Regions from separate parts of the Triticum aestivum genome. Here region 1 is linked to region 2. The links are chromatin contacts, called in public HiCAR-type maps. All regions are on one chromosome and are shown on one strand. Each heading gives the region's core, a stretch centred on a gene start, on an enhancer-like site or on the middle of the called end of the contact. The rest is flanking DNA. Distances are from core to core; before and after follow the strand shown. Region 1 has its middle 98 kb from the start of LOC123157129. Region 2 has its middle 61 kb from the start of LOC123157129.

Region 1 (2,850 bases), core at 311-2,810, 37 kb after region 2:
GAGTAGTTTTTATTTTTTTTTTGCAAATTTTTCTGGAGAGTAGCCTTGCTTAATAAAACATTTATCATCTAAAATACTCCCTCCATTTCTAAATATAAGTTTTTATAGAGATTTCTTATTTTTTTGCGGTTGTCTTAACTGTCTTTATAGAGATTTCAATATGGACTACAACGAAGTAAAATGAGTGATTATAGACTCTAAAATATATCTATATACATCTATATGTAGTTTTTATTGAAATCTCTAAAAATACCTATATTTAGGAACGGAGGAAGTATGAGATAGTGAGCATATTAGATTGTGAATCATCTATTTAGTTTCTTCTATGTTTATGGAATGATAGAAATCTCTGTCTTTGCTTAGAAAAATGTGACTCGTACATAGTGGTGCGTCATACCATTTTTCTACGGCGGCTGGATCGTAGTACCCTTTTTTACATAAAAATCGTAGTACTCCTACGGCGGCTGAATCGTCATACCCTTTAGAAAAATGTGATAAGACAGGTACTGGCTCGGTCAAGCTAAAAAAATCCATCCATTGAGACCGGCCAGACGGCAGACGGGTAAGTTTCTGGAACAGCCTTCTAGCTTCTATGTTTTTTTAAGGGAAATGCCGTAAAGCTTCTAGGTGGTTCCTGCAGCTGGTTCACTGTGGACCTGCGACTCACGGCAGGAGAGGCGAATCCGGTGCATGCTCGCCGTTGGATACGTAGCGCTGACAATTGATGAACGGTAGATGCCAACCTAATGTGGGAAATCAACGGCTCCAAGCACCTCAAAAGCGTTTTGGCGGGAAGCTGGGAGGGAAGTGGTAAATCCAAATTCAAACTGCTACACTATAATAGTAGAGAAGAGATACATTATAATTGCACCTTACTTTTTTTTTGTAAGGTAGGGCCCCTTTTTTAGTTTCGCACAGGGCCCCCGATTTTGCCGGCCCGGCCCTGTTATAAAAGTTTGTATTGTACATGTTGATATAAAATTTGTCAAAGTTTATGAAGACTTCAGACAAATCTTATGGTATATACGAAATAAAAAGAATTGAATGGATACCTATGATCGATGAAAGATAACTGCTGATGACGACGATACTGCCCGTCCGTCAGCCCTCCCTCCGTGCCCGGCTGCAGCGTGACCCTTCGTTGTCGATGGCCAGAGGTACAAGATGCATGCACGGTGGAGTGCGCGACGCCGTAGGCGGTGACGTCGCCGTACCTACGTACATAGTACGTGCTGATATCCTTGTGTCCACTGATGATGGGTCGAGACACACACACACAGGCGCAGCCCCATCCCAGCTGTGGTCTGTGGGAATTTCCACGCCACGGACACGGAGACGGTGCTGTTTTTACCCCGTTTTCGTCTACAAAGAAGTACTCCATGGATTCCTTTTCGCAAAAAAAAAAGAAGAAGTAGCTAGATTCCATGAATTCCACCCGGGTGGCTGCTGATCGGCACAGCCACGACATGGAGAGGAACGGATCACCTCATCCACGCCGACAACGACCGTTGTTGTCTCGGCCGGCCGGGGACGGAGGTGGCGCGCGAGCCCCACCTCCACGTGATCAGTCCGTCCTCATCCGCGCCGATAAGACGGCGACCGGCCGGCCTCCCGCCCCGTACGTCGCTCTCTCTCGGGTCCTGGCTCCGACGTCGAAACCCGGCGGAGCAATCTTTTCCACGGCGCCAACGCCATCCAGCGCGACGCGCCACGACCATCCACCGTCCGCACAACGACGTACTTTGCGTACGTGCCCACGTCGATCGATCGGCTCGGCTCGGCTCGGCATCGACCCGCGCGCGTTGCCGTCGCGGCCGGAACGAGGCCGCGCGCGGGATCGACGCGAGCAGCGCAGGTGATCGCCCCCTCGCTCGCTGGCCCGGCGCTCGTGGGAATCGCGGGCTCCAATCACGAGCACTTTGTTCCGGCCAGGGAATCGCGGGGAGAACGACGGCGTATCCAGCACTGCGGCTGGCCGGCCGGAAGGGTTCGCGCGCGTTCCAGTAGTCGCTTGCATGCGCCGCCCGCATGCACGGGTGCGTGCAGCTTTCATCCTTTTGCTTTCACCCAAGGTCGGCAAAGCGAAGGGACGGCCGGCTAGGGGCCAAGCTAAGCCAAAGCCCAAGGTGTAGTAGCTACCTCTTTTTATTCATTTTGATGACAAGTATTTCCGGACAGAGGGAGTACTAGCTAGGAGTATCGATTCAAACAGGAGTACGTAGCACTTTGATCTGAAACTCCATCACACATGCATCTACGATCGGACAAGGCACGCACGAGCTGGTAACAGTATGGGGTATATGCTCTGCTTGGCACACGAAGCCTGTGGAAAAGAATTAAAAGGTAGAAATCGTATCAACCAGTTGCCTAAACTCTAGTATTTGTATTTGGCTCGGAACAACGCCTTTCACAAGTTGACCAACCTAAAAAGGTTTTTAGTCAACCAAAGAACAAGAAACTGCGAGTAGTTTTTTCTTTTCTTTAAACTGAACTGCGAGTAGTTTTGGGTTGGTTGTGTAGCTTTGAGCAAGTTTGTGCGTCCTAGGCCATATCCCCTTGGCTAGTTCCCGTGGCTTTGCTTCTACAATCATCGTCACATTCTACTAGCTACTTCCTCCGTTCCAAAATAGATTACCCAATTTTATATTAAAGTTAGTACAAATTGAGTCATCTATTTTGGAACGGAGGGAGTACATCGCGTGACACATATGCATTCATCTATGTGGAATAAACCATGTTGATCGGGTACTACAATTGAGAAACAGGCTATCTCTCTGCCTTATCCGGCCGGAGCCGGGGCCAGACCCTTCATGGACAGGGACGACCATGTGATCCATCCGTCCACCTACC
Region 2 (2,847 bases), core at 118-2,617:
CGGAGGGAAGGGGTGTGAGGATCCGGGCGCGACGGGGGAGACTGCTGCTCCACCACGTCCGAACCTCCTTGCGACGCCGTCGCCTCCTCCCTCTCTCACTGCCGGCGTCGCTGCAATTTGTGGGCGACGTTCTCAGCCTTGCAAGTCGCCGCGGAAAAAATCACGCCGCCGACGGACGAGGAGGACAACGTCTCCGTCGTGGCGGTGTGGGTCGGGTTGGATGACATCTCCGGCGGTGGATCGGGACCGAAGGTGAGGATTGAGAGCAAGGGTGGAGGCCAGCGAGAGTCCGGGCGCGGGAATGGTTGGAGGGCGACGGGAGGAGAAGGAAGGGTTTGGTGGATTTGGTGCAATTTGGGATGGGGTAGGGTTGTCGGGTACGACGTGGCGGGCGAACCCGGCCGCCCCATATTCGCCCCATATTTGGGCTGGATATGGGGGGTGCCGGTCAGCCCGGACGTCTGAGAGCCGTTTGAGGGGCCCGTCTGGGTCAAAAAATCGTGACCGTGTAGTGACCGATCGGCCCGCTCGGGCATATGAGGTGGGTTTGAGAGGTCCGATTGTAGATGCTCTTATAGTTCACACATGGAGTAGTATCACTTTGAGAGGGAAATATTTTCAGATGGGAGAACTCTCTCCCGGTGATTCCTATAAAGATACTTTCGGAGGGAAATTAACACAGGTGGTGCTAGCAGTTAAACATGAAAGCGAAAGGGAAGGACACGTACGTACGTTCGATCGATTGACAGACAACGGAACGGATCATGACGGGTCGAGATTGATGAGATTGGCCGAGACTGCCCGTCCGTCCGTTCGTTTTCCCTCCGCCGCAGGCCGCGGCATGACTGCTCACCGCTGGTCTCGGTCGATCGATCGCCAGACGTACAGCATGTACTGCAAGAAGAATGTATGCATGGTGGAGGGCGCACGTCGACTAGTCTGCGTGCGGGTTGCCGTATGCAGTGACGTCACCATGCTACGTACATACTCTTTCAGTTTGGAATTACTTGTCAAAAAATGATGTATCCACAACTAACATACATCTAGATACATTCATTTACTGGACGAGTAATTCCGAGCGAAGGAAGTACGTATGTGCTGTCCACTGATCACTGATGGGTCGACACATACAGGTGCATGCAGCCCGGCCGGCCCCAGCTGTGTCTCGTCGTCTGTGCTTGGCTACTCAGCCACGCAGGATTTGCACTCTACGAATGGTGCCGTTTTTATGCCCCGCTTTCAGCTACAGAAGTAGCTAGACTCCTTTCCATTTCCACCCGGACAGCCGCTGATCTGTCGAACGACTAATTGACCAGCTAGCTCAGCCAAGCCACACACGGCATGCAAGATCGGATCGTCTCATCCATGCCGATCGACAACGACCGGCCGGCGACGGGCGTGGCGCGCGAGCCCCACCTCCACGTGATGGGTCCGTCCTCATCCGCGCCGATAAGATGGCGACCGGCCGGCTCCCGTACGACGCGCTCTATTTGGCTCCATAGGATGTGGCCTTCTGGAACGGCACCGGATCTTTTCCACGGCGGCCACGCCATCCACCGCGACGATCCATCCCATTCGCGCGTTGCTTCTGCGTTGCGTTGCGTTGCTTTACCGGTTACTATATGCTATGCATGCATGAACTAGCTAGGAACAGTATACGCTTGCCATTTCATAATATAAGATGTATTGATTTTCATGCAAGTCAACCATTTAAATGTTTGACCAAGATTATAGAACAAAATAACAACATCTCTAGTACCAAATAGATAAAATATGAAACTAATTTTCATGATGGATCAAATGACATAAAATTTGCATTGTTTTAAAAACTTGGTGAAACATGCACTTGTTGGACTTTTAAAAAAACAAATACACCTTTATATAATAGAACAGAGGGAGTATATGTACCTGGCCGGGTACATGGTCAACCCGCGGGGAAGAATTACTAGAAGGCAGAAATCGCACCAACCAGTTGCCTAAACCTAGATTTTCAGTACGACTCGGAAATAAAATCTAGATTTTCAGTATAGTAGTTTGGGACCAGCTATGCATCACTTGTCCGGTTTTCTTTCAAGCTAGTCGATTTTCAGATCCGTTTGATTCACATCCGATGGTTCCCGTTCATCTTCCGCATCCCTTCTCCTACCTGCCCCGGCCTAACCAGTAACTCCCCTGCCCGAGCCGCTTCCTTCGCCATGCTGCTGCCCCGAACCGCGACGTCAACGACCTTCTAGCACCTGCACCTGTCAACCTTCGACTCCTCTCCTCACGCGACGTCGTTGTCGTGCCGTCCTCGGCTCCCGTTTGTTACTTGCTCGGCTTTGATGCCACTCGCTACAGCATCCCCGTATTTGCCTCGGAGCAACGCCTTCAGAAGTCGACCAGTCAAAAAAGGTTTTTCAGGCAAATGAAGAACAACAATAAAAGGTCTGTGTGTCCTAGGCCATCAGTTTCCTTCCACCTTGCCGAGTCTTTTCTTCAGCAATCATCATGCCATTCTACTAGCTATATCCTGGTTTTGTTTCTCCCTGTGGCTCGTCATACTCGTTAATAAACATTACGTCCGTCTACGTGAATTAATTACATCGTCTTTTGTTGGGTCTACCTACAGTGATGGCATGTGACATACTAATAGACAAAGATTACAAGTAAACAAAACAGGGTATCCTCTCCGCTTTATCCGGCCGGATCATCCACTGAGAGGGACGTTCATGTGATCAACCCAGTCATCTACCCTTCTCTACTAGTACCCCTGTGGTTCCACCCATGCGACGACAGCACGGAGGGAGGAAACACCAAATCTAATCGCAAACCTCCGGGTCCCAGGCCCGACCGAGAACTGGAGAT

Evidence for each region. HiCAR-type assays count read pairs that join an accessible place to other places.
Region 1: a contact with region 2 is called in a HiCAR-type map of leaf, with 2.2 times the contacts expected there. The contact joins two enhancer-like sites. A contact is called at or near these places in 1 of 5 Hi-C or Micro-C datasets (leaf) and 1 of 1 datasets of contacts at active chromatin or transcription factors (leaf).

The regions. Positions count from the first base shown.
Region 1 is chr7B:5,488,536-5,491,385 of IWGSC CS RefSeq v2.1, forward strand. No RefSeq gene overlaps it. Among protein-coding and RNA genes, the nearest start is that of LOC123157129, 98 kb to the left of the region's middle. Within about 2 kb of position 1,561, at least 5 of the 8 cell types and tissues checked have an H3K27ac peak or open chromatin away from gene starts, as enhancers often do. A contact at or near this core is called in leaf, where this site is marked.
Region 2 is chr7B:5,451,669-5,454,515 of IWGSC CS RefSeq v2.1, forward strand. No RefSeq gene overlaps it. Among protein-coding and RNA genes, the nearest start is that of LOC123157129, 61 kb to the left of the region's middle. Within about 2 kb of position 1,368, at least 5 of the 8 cell types and tissues checked have an H3K27ac peak or open chromatin away from gene starts, as enhancers often do. A contact at or near this core is called in leaf, where this site is marked.